Linked DNA regions of Mus musculus: regions 1 and 3 are each linked to region 2. A link is a contact called in public HiChIP or PLAC-seq data. All regions are on one chromosome and are shown on one strand. The core of a region is the stretch at or near the end of the contact, and the rest is flanking DNA. Distances in the headings are between cores, read along the strand shown.

Region 1 (3,174 bases), core at 294-2,793, 750 kb after region 2:
TTTATTTTCCTTGTAACTGTAGAAATGCAACCCCTGCCATTTAGCTCAATTAATCCAGTCATAAAGATTGTGCAGCAATTTAGTGCAGGATATTTAGACAAGGTGAGGAAGGATAGCTAAAATGCAATCTTCCACCATGAGGCAATGTCCATCTGCCTTGAATAAGAAGCTTATCCTGAAGGTAGCCTTGCTGTAAAGTACAAAGAGAAGCAGTATGAATCAGCTATGAGCCCGAGTTTAGCATGCTTAAATCCCTGGGCTGCAATCTCCAAAATCTAGGTCAAGAGTTGGGTAAGATGGACAAGTGCCATATTTTCCTTAGGACTTACTGTTTAGCTCACAATGGGAAAATAGTCTAGAAAGAACACAAATAGAAAAACACCATTCCACTATTTTGAGAGAATCTCGTGAAATTCTTTCCTGTACTGAGAACAAAGGGATTCAAATTTGGGTTTCTGTGAGAAGAGAGAACCTGAAAGAAATGCAGAAGAAATTTAAGAAATTTGGAGATGGAATTGAAGCTGTAAGTGGCACTGCCAACATCAGAGTGGATAGGAAGTGGCCTGGAAGTGGCCTAGATGTTGTTCCTAATGAAGATTTGTGTGTGTGTGTGTGTGTGTGTGTGTGTGTGTGTGTGTGTGTGTGTGTTTCATGCATACAGCATTTACAGTTTCAACCCAGGGACCCATGAAGTCTTGTGGGATTTTATCTTTTATTTTCTTTACTGACACTCTCTCCTCCCCTCCCCTCCCCTCCCCTCCCCTCCCCTCCCCTCCCCTCCCCTCCCCTCCCCTCCCCTCCCCTCCCCTTCCCTTCCCTTCCCTTCCCTTCCCTTCGCTCCTCCCATCTTTCTTGAAGCATCACAGCAAATAGATAACAAGCCCTCTCCCATCCAAGTGATACCTCTTCCCATAAAGACAATTTATGTCCATGAAGATTTAGGCTATGGAGAACGTGATGACCACACATCTCACACTGCTGTGGGAGGTTTCTGCAATATTTGGCTTTGGTTGTTAACTTGATGAGAATTAGAAGTATGTGGGCAATTTAGGGCTCACTCTGGGTGCCCAGCTAACTCTATACATCTATGTACTCTATGCATTGAAGTGGAAACTTTATTGCTACTATCAGTGGCACTGGGGCATCTGAAAGTTCCAGTTGCTTTTAATAAAAGGAAGAAAGAAAGGAAGGAAGGGAGAAAGGACAAAGCCCTTGGGCAATGAGATTTTAAGTATAGTAATATATCATTAAAATGCTCAGCAAGCATCTTAGTGTCCTGTACTTTTCTCTAGGTATAGGTGCCCCTGCTCTATTCCAGTGGCTCTCATAAGGGGCCCTAGACAACAATGCAAACATCAGGACCATGTTCAAACAACAGCAAAAATGTTGTCCAACATTAGAAGCATTGGGTTTTAATGATTTTTAGTATTCGATTCCTGTAGCCAAATCATACTTGCTGGGTTAGCTTTCAGAACTTAGAACAAATTGTCATCTAGTAACTTCTAATGATCTCAGCTTGAATGCGTTTCCTGCTCTTAGTGAACTTGGAATGTTCTGGGCTGCGTGTCAAGTGCATTCTCATTGTGTGACTGCCAGAGGGGAAAATGCCCATTGTCGTGGCGATTGCTATTTTTATTTAAATCGCGTTCCAACTTTTAGAAAGTCTTAAGGGTCATAAATGTGCAATGGTGGATAAAGTAGTTTTTTTAGAGTACATTGTTTTCCTTTTTAAAAAAGCAATACATGATCATAAAAGCAAATTTTGAAGACAAAATTTAGAAATGAACAAAATTAATTCCACACAGACATTTTGTTTAGTAAATACAATTCCCATACTCACTTTGGTGACTTTGGAACTCAGTCATGTAGACAAATATGTAGCTTGACAACAGATAAATTCATTGAGTATATATGGGGAGTCACCTTGTACATATCACATTGATATATATATATGTCATATTCATAAAGTCTATCTATACATGAATTGCTTTGTAGAACTACAGATATGGACATATGTACTGCCAGTGTAACACATGTACGTAAATACCAAAGATGATATTGGGAGATATAAATGTATAGCTTTATGCAATGAAATTTTAGGAATCTGCTTTTCCAAGTCTAAAATTCTAGAAAACATGCGTTTCATTTTTCATAATGCTTTTTATCATTATCAATTGAATGAAACTTCAAAAATGACCAAAGCAATGACTAATATTTCATCATTTGGAAAACAGATGTAAGGATATTCTCACTATAATTGACTGCCATGATGAAGTTGTTTCCTGATGAAGACTTGTATTTGGATAATATGAAAACAATCTTCTGTTACAGGAATTATGTGTTTCCCTTGTTAGGATATATATTTTAGAACATGAATTGTTCATTCAAAGAGCATGATCACTTGTTGAGAAATTCTAAATGCATAAAAAGAAAATTATTGTTTATAAGATTGTTTGGTTGACATTCTACACTCTACTCTTTATTCTCTATGAAGAAAACACTACAGTTCTTAGAAAAGAATGTGTTAACATATGTGTGTATATCTTTCTTAATAATAGGTGCTTACTAGGGTTTGGAATTTACCAGAGAGTTAGACAGACCCTGCTGGGCTCTTCAACTATACAATTTCACACAAGCCATATTTGTAGATCAAGAATGAGCCCTAACCCAAGTCCCAACCTTCTGCCTGTGCCCAGAAGATGACAACAACCTTACCAGAGAAGAGAGCCACATGTGGATACCCCCTTTCCCACAAAAGAATGCTGGAAGTACTTGTCAGAGTCAAGTGATTTCAAGTCCCTACAAAGGACTGGACTACAAAGGTAGTTTTACAAAGGCCAGATACTTTGACAGGGATAGTAGCAGCCTCCCCACAAACCAAGGGTCATGAGCTACATCTAAAAGCTTTATAAAGTTCAGGATGGGTACCTGGGTGACTGTCATGCCCACAGGAGGATGGGGAATAATATTCTGGTCTATATGAAACACAAAAGGGTGTGTTGTGTCAATGTCCCAAGGTGCTACCTGGGAACCATGAGACATGGGTCTCAGGTCACAGTGCCAGGGGATATGAGAACAGTGGCCTGACTAGGGGTTATGTGAAGAGTTCTAAGAGCCTGAGAGCATATGGCCAGGTAGAATATGTGATGGAGAGTCAGTGAGTTTGGCAGTCAC
Region 2 (3,344 bases), core at 535-3,034:
GTATTGGCCTTTGCTTGTAAAGTGATTGTCACTGGTCTTCTGAAGACAGCCTCCAGAGGAACAGCCCTCGGTTTGGGAGTCAAGATTGGGGGAGCATCCCTCATTGTGTGGACTGTGGTTTCCTCTCATGAGTAGGCCAACTATTTTTATGTAAGATGTGGGAAAATGGCCTCAAAGTCACAAAAGGAGATCTGGGAGTCCACAGACATCATACCCAGACAACGCCCACTGGGACTCTCACAGGACAATGCTGCCTACCTAACTGCCACAGAGAAGGATGACGTCAGGGTCAGGACAAGGGATTCTAAATAGATTCCAGCATCTTATCTTCCCTAACAAATGCAATCCCACCACAGCATTGTTCCCAGACAGAGGCCCTTGGCTAAGTGAGACTTCTTATTGGACCTTTCCATGAATGTCCTGAGCTAGCTAGCAGTCTTACATAAGAGGATAACAGAAAGGAAGCTTTTGTCTCCCTGCAGGTAAGAGGGGCATATCCAAGAGCTGACAGCCTTGACCTTTCCCACCTCTGTACCTAGTGAGCCAACAATATGTGGTGGGGACCAGGGCCTCTGGAGAAATAAAGGCCCATTCATGGATGCCAAGTCCAGACACCCTATTGCATAATTTAGACTCTGGCCTGTGGGATCAAGAGGCAAAGCACACCTCCCCTCTACTCCTGGGCTTCCCAGGGGAATCTGCAGTGCCCAGCTGCAGTGGGAGCTCCCGTTGATTTTCTGGCATAGGAAAAACCTTGGGAAGCTTGGGCCAGCCTTCAATCAGAAATAAGTCTGACAGACAGGGACCAAATGATTGGTTTTGGCTAGTTACTTTCAGGCTCCCCAGCAATGCATGGATCTTTTAACTGTCTTTAACATCTGAACACACATCAGCAAGGTAAGGAAGTCATGAGCTAGGATGTCTCTATGTCTCTTTTCTGGACCTTTCTCTATGTGGTGGTGTTGACTAGGTCCATTCTCTTATGTGTTAAGACACCCAACTTACCATGAGGTTATAGGGCACACAAGGGTACCCATCCCTGTCTTCTCCCACCCTGACCTCTTCTGTCTATATCTGTGATAAGTTCAGCCTCTGATTGCACTCGAATGAGCTGTGTTCTCTATCTATAGGCCCTTGTTCCACGAGTGACATAACATGAATGTACTTTTTTTTTTAATTATCACATATTCCCATTCAGTGACACAGGATTGTCTGGGTTTGTGAGTTTTCTTCAGCTTAGAAACCATAGCTGAGTACCTGTGTGCTGGCCCAAAGCTCCATCTTTCTGTGCCAAAGCACTGTCTCCAAGTAGACTCCCGAGGTTCCCCACAGACAGTGGGGGCAGGCTGAGACTTCCCCCACCTCTGTCTTTCCCTCTGAATGAGTCCCATTCATTGAGAGGATGGTATTCTTTTTGGTGGCTCAAATAATCTAATTAATGCAGCAGAAGTCAGAGAAGAAGCGAATCATTCTTTTGTGCCAGTTGGAGACAAACTCCCAACTGTCCTCCTGTTTTTAACTGGCCACTTCCTTCGGCTGTGCGCAGATTTCTACATAAAAGCTCTGAGCCACTGAAGAGAACTAGAATCTACCATCTGCTTCCAGTCTAATGATAATGATCATCAGTCCGCCCTCAAATGCATCTTTCTTAATTAAGATTGCCTCAACCTTTATGAACAATACATTGTTATCAATGTATTTTTTAAATGAAACTAAAGTGCCCAGAGGGTTAAGTAACCTTTTAATTGGGTCACACCCTGAGTGAGGAGCCAGAGTTGTGGCCCAAGGACCTACTTGCCTCTAACACATTGACTGTGCCATTTAGATGTTCCTGTATAACACTGGGGTGCGCTTATAGACAATGGAGCAACGCCTAGTTCTTCAATTAAATCTTGAAAAAGAGAATTTGGGGGAGAAAATAGTAGACAGAGAAAAGGAATTTGAAAGCCCAGGGAAGAGGCTACTTTGCTGGGTCTGTCCAGAAATTGTACTTATAAGGAAATTTCAGGCTTGAGCAATCTAAACTTTCCTTCAGATCAAAGAAATCCTTATGGCAGGGGTGTCAGAGGAAATAGTGCAGTACTCTCCCCAAAGGCACATGTGTCTGGTTGTCATGATGGACAGCTGTCAGCGTCCAGGTGAGTCAGGCTCTACCCATCAGATGGTTCTGTAGTCATATGCACATTGCCAGTCACTGTTCTTTAGGTCACATGATGTGACTACACTGGTGACTTCACTTCATCATCACTGGTCTGGGAGCACCCTTTTCTTCTGCGGTGCCACTCACTGTGACTGTTTGCACCCTTCGTGGTACTCTTCACTGGCTTTGCTGTTGAGGGGTTGCATAAATGCACACTGCTAAGCTTAGCACCCTTTTGGGGGTTTTGTGTCCTGATCATTTTCTCAGGAACTCTCAGGAGTCTCATGCGTGGGAAACAAGGGCTTTGTGTGTATGACTCTGAGCTTCTTGCTGCTCTCTAAGGAAGTCGCCTTTCTCTAGCTGCTATGCCAACATTTCCATTGCCTCATACTTAATGAACATGTTTCACTCATCTGCTGCAATTGTTGTTTTTCCCCTCCAAAAATGCCAGGTTTTAATTTAGAACAGTTCTCCCGCCACTAATTAGAACCTTCCAGCTCACTATTCTTAGAAGATGTTTTCATAATTTTAGCACTGTATCAATGATCTGAGGCTCAGAATGTGAATTTTATTGTTACTACTGAAATACTTGGACACCAAGACAGAGAGAGGGCTCGGAGAAATCGTGCTGTATGCTCTGCTTCCGAATCCTGGGTCCGGCAGGGCATTATTTATCCAGCTTCCAAGGTGAGCCCACAGGTTGAAGGCAGGATGGAAACGGGCATCTTAGTGCATTGAGCATTCTGAGATGTCACTTTTCCAACCACTCTTTAGTCTTCTCCTCCCATTCTGCATGAGTTGAAAAACATACCAGGTTTCCCACCACACTTAAATGTTGGATCTCCCTGCACAAGGTATTGTTTCCCAAGAGCTGAAGGAGTAAGGGCTACATGAACTTCCTGCTGAGTCAGTCCATCCTGCGGTGAAGCATCAGTTCTTTTCCTAGAATTGACACCTGCGATGACGCAGGGCTTTGTTTAGTGATGCACCTGGCAAGAGGAGTAATATGTACAGCAGGCATAAGAAAGGGGTGTGCAACTCAAAGCTTCACTGTGTCTCTGGTTAATTGTTTACTGATTTAAAGAGAGTAGATTAAGCCCAGTAGGGTTTATATGCTCCATCTCTCATTCCCTGTGAAGTTTTTGTCCTTCAGATGTGTTCAGAACAGCACTTTACCTCGGGGGTCTCAGAGAAAGACAGAGTT
Region 3 (3,552 bases), core at 19-2,518, 680 kb after region 2:
ATGAGTATTCATTATCTGTAATATCTAAAGGTCAGGAGCCTACGCACGGATTAGCTAGGTTCCATCTCACAGGCCCCTGAATTAAAATCTTCCCATCTAGGCTGTGCCTCATCAGCTCAGCTCAAGTTCCAAATTCTGGTCCTCCCTTGGATCTGGATGGGATTTCAGCTCCAGGCTGAAATCCAATGAGTCCTTTGTATGGAAATGGGAATGTTGTGGTGTCTTTAAGAACAGAGCTGTCTCCAGGAACTTGGGGTCAAATATGATGGCCACCAAAGCTTCCCCAAATCAGTGTCATTTTTGTCCTCCGAATTAAAATAATGATATTCACAAGCCACAAAGGATGAGTTTCAGAGGAGGTTTATTATCAATTCATAGGTAGGAGTGTGGTAAATGGATGGGGGTAGCTCCTGTGTATGTGGAAATAAGGCATCATCGAGCTGTTTGTCCAGAGGCTTTTTAAGGACTCGGAGCAAAAACTGGGGTGAGGTATATGGAGGAGGATTGACACTCAGTGCAGCTGCCCCAGACCCTGGGGTTTAGGTGCGGTATCTCAGGTTCTGTCTCCCAGTCAAGGACAACCCCTTTAGACGAAGCTCATTTAGAAAATAATGAGAACACAGAAAGCACCTCTCTCTCTCTCTCTCTCTCTCTCTCTCTCTCTCTCTCTCTCTTTCTCTCTCTCTCTCTCTCTCGCTTTGCTGGCTTTCAGCAAAAGGATTCTCAGAGTTGTTGTGGGGTCCAGTGCCCACCCCAGTTCCGACTTCCTGTTCCCCGAGTCTATGTGTGAATTACAAAACTAGAGGCCATATGTCTTTAATAATCCCAGAGCGCAGGAAGTACGATAAACGGAATGGAAAGGACACGGGTCCCTAGGAGAGGACAAACGCCATCTGAGAGAGTGAGAGGTTTGGCTGATTTCAATTAGAAACTCCGAGATTTTTTCCCCTAAATTCTTGGTCCTGCTGCCTCAGCCGCCCATCTAGGTCTCAGGACAGGTAGACAGGAATGATACCCGTGTTTTATCAGCCTCTTTTCCTTTTGTCCTCTCTCGGTCCCTAGTCGTCCAAACTTGCTGGTTTCTGATGAAATAATTTCTTAAAAACTTTGTGGGTTTTCCACGGATTAGACTCCATTAAACAAAAGCCATAGCCACAATTCTTTTTAAGATAATCATGAGTCAGCCTTTGGCGCCTGCGAGGTCATTGAGAGACTAGGAGCTTACACTTCCTGAGAGAATCCCACCCCTAATCTCTTGAAAGGGCTCTTTGTGTGCAGTGAATAGGCGAATCTTTGGTCATTCCGCAGTTTTAGCAAAAGGCTACATTCTCATGCATACTAAGCCTTTTCTAGATGAAAGCTTTCAGCATCTACTTCTTATTTTTAGCATCCTTTGTCATCTAGAGAGACTAAGGGTCCACTGCCTCATCTGGTTCTGGTTCCCCCTTAGCAGCTGCTTCCTCCAATTAACTCTCTGGCCCTGATCTTTCTTTCCATACGCAACAGTAACAAACTAGACCATGCCTTCAGTGTGTTCTTTCCTAACATATAGAGCAAATTTGGTGATTGTCCTGTACTTCTGCTTTCAGATCTTACCTCCTTCAGTGTCCTGTAGCTTATCTCACTTCATGCAGAGCTGCTACTGGCAATGCCTTCAAGGACCAGATTGCCACTGTCAAGACTATTTACAATGCTTCCCTTCACTGGGCACATCACTCAAAATGCTTCCACTTCCCCCCCCCCCCACTGTCCAGTTTGAAAACCACACATACATTTCAGCAACTTGGCTTTTGATTTCTTGCAAGCCAGGAGGAAAGAGCTGACCAACCTTTCTGTCTTCTTAAGGCTTCCTTCCTTAGCTCAGGCCTACCGAGGTTGAAGTCAGTTGAATAATTTAATTACAACTGTAAAATATTTTTCTGAGCAGTATTCCATCATTACGGGATTGGAAAATAACCAGCTTCACAGGTGTTGCCAGGCTCAGTAGGGGGACGTACTCTTTGGGGAACCTTCTTCACCGGATGTGAGCACAATTCTTTAAACATAATTTCACATCCTCAAAACAACGTGCAAATGATGAAAATTGCCTTGAATCAGAAACTGAAAATAATTAAGTGGACAAAAACAGATGTAATTTCTTAAAATATATTTAGTTGGTCTCAGAAAGAAATTTAAGAAAAAGACAAGTTAATCTCAGAAATTAAGAAAGAAAGAAAGGAAGGAAGGAAGGAAGGAAGAAAGAAAGAAAGAAAGAAAGAAAGAAGAAGAGAAGAGAAGAGAAGAGAAGAGAAGAGAAGAGAAGAGAAGAGAAGAGAAGAGAAGAGAAGAGAAGAGAAGAGACATAGTATACCACACTTAGGGGTCATAGCCTGTACCCCAAGTCAGACCCATCCTCAGGGACCTGCTTAAAAGATCCAAACTAAAAGTGGAGGGAAAGGGTTTGGAGGTAGGGAAAGGAGAAATGCTGTCATTATAGTATAAGCTCAAAAATCAGAAAGGTAAAAAGGAAGAAGGAGCAGGAAAAAATTATTTAATAATCAGCAGGTTGGTTCTGTAGGCTCTAGTCAGCAAGAGCACAAACCTGGATGATCAGTTAATAAAGTGAGCAAAGAAAGCGGGGACAAGAGAATTGGGATTTACTCCTAAGTACTCAGGTTAAGAAAGTGTTATAAAAATGTTGGCCTATCTTGGTCCGGGACCCGCCGAACTTAGGAAATTAGTCTGAACAGGTGAGAGGGTGCGCCAGAGAACCTGACAGCTTCTGGAACAGGCAGAAGCACAGAGGCGCTGAGGCAGCACCCTGTGTGGGCCGGGGACAGCCGGCCACCTTCCGGACCGGAGGACAGGTGCCCACCCGGCTGGGGAGGCGGCCTAAGCCACAGCAGCAGCGGTCGCCATCTTGGTCCGGGACCCGCCGAACTTAGGAAATTAGTCTGAACAGGTGAGAGGGTGCGCCAGAGAACCTGACAGCTTCTGGAACAGGCGGAAGCACAGAGGCGCTGAGGCAGCACCCTTTGTGGGCCGGGGACAGCCAGCCACCCTCCGGACCGGAGGACAGGTGCCCGCCCGGCTGGGGAGGCGGCCTAAGCCACAGCAGCAGCGGTCACCATCTTGGTCCGAGACCCGCCGAACTTAGGAAATTAGTCTGAACAGGTGAGAGGGTGCGCCAGAGAACCTGACAGCTTCTGGAACAGGCAGAAGCACAGAGGCGCTGAGGCAGCACCCTGTGTGGGCCGGGGACAGCCGGCCACCTTCCGGACCGGAGGACAGGTGCCCACCCGGCTGGGGAGGCGGCCTAAGCCACAGCAGCAGCGGTCGCCATCTTGGTCCTGGGACTCCAAGGAACTTAGGAATTTAGTCTGCTTAGGTGAGAGTCTGTACCACCTGGGAACTGCCAAAGCAACACAGTGTCTGAGAAGGTCCTGTTTTGGGCCTTCTTCTTCGGCCAGGAGGAGGTCCAAATACAAGATATCTGCGCACCTTCCCTGTAAGAGAGCTTGCCAGCAGAGAGTGCTCTGAGCACTGAAACTCAGAGGAGAGAATCTGTCTCCC

The links. HiChIP or PLAC-seq counts read pairs in DNA pulled down with a chosen protein or histone mark.
Region 1: an H3K27ac HiChIP or PLAC-seq map of stem cell-derived neural progenitor cells shows a contact between it and region 2, with 5 times the contacts expected there. The contact joins two enhancer-like sites. A contact is called at or near these places in 1 of 484 Hi-C or Micro-C datasets (embryonic stem cells) and 1 of 115 datasets of contacts at active chromatin or transcription factors (stem cell-derived neural progenitor cells).
Region 3: a contact with region 2 is called in an H3K27ac HiChIP or PLAC-seq map of stem cell-derived neural progenitor cells, with 3 times the contacts expected there. The contact joins two enhancer-like sites.

What each region holds. Positions count from the first base shown.
Region 1 is chr11:8,214,263-8,217,436 of GRCm38.p6, forward strand. No RefSeq gene overlaps it. Among named protein-coding and RNA genes, the nearest start is that of Gm27393, 330 kb to the left of the region's middle. Within about 2 kb of position 1,544, at least 22 of the 459 cell types and tissues checked have an H3K27ac peak or open chromatin away from gene starts, as enhancers often do. A contact at or near this core is called in stem cell-derived neural progenitor cells, where this site is marked.
Region 2 is chr11:7,465,112-7,468,455 of GRCm38.p6, forward strand. No RefSeq gene overlaps it. Among named protein-coding and RNA genes, the nearest start is that of Gm36720, 38 kb to the left of the region's middle. Within about 2 kb of position 1,785, at least 13 of the 459 cell types and tissues checked have an H3K27ac peak or open chromatin away from gene starts, as enhancers often do. A contact at or near this core is called in stem cell-derived neural progenitor cells, where this site is marked.
Region 3 is chr11:8,146,678-8,150,229 of GRCm38.p6, forward strand. No RefSeq gene overlaps it. Among named protein-coding and RNA genes, the nearest start is that of Gm27393, 260 kb to the left of the region's middle. Within about 2 kb of position 1,269, at least 24 of the 459 cell types and tissues checked have an H3K27ac peak or open chromatin away from gene starts, as enhancers often do. A contact at or near this core is called in stem cell-derived neural progenitor cells, where this site is marked.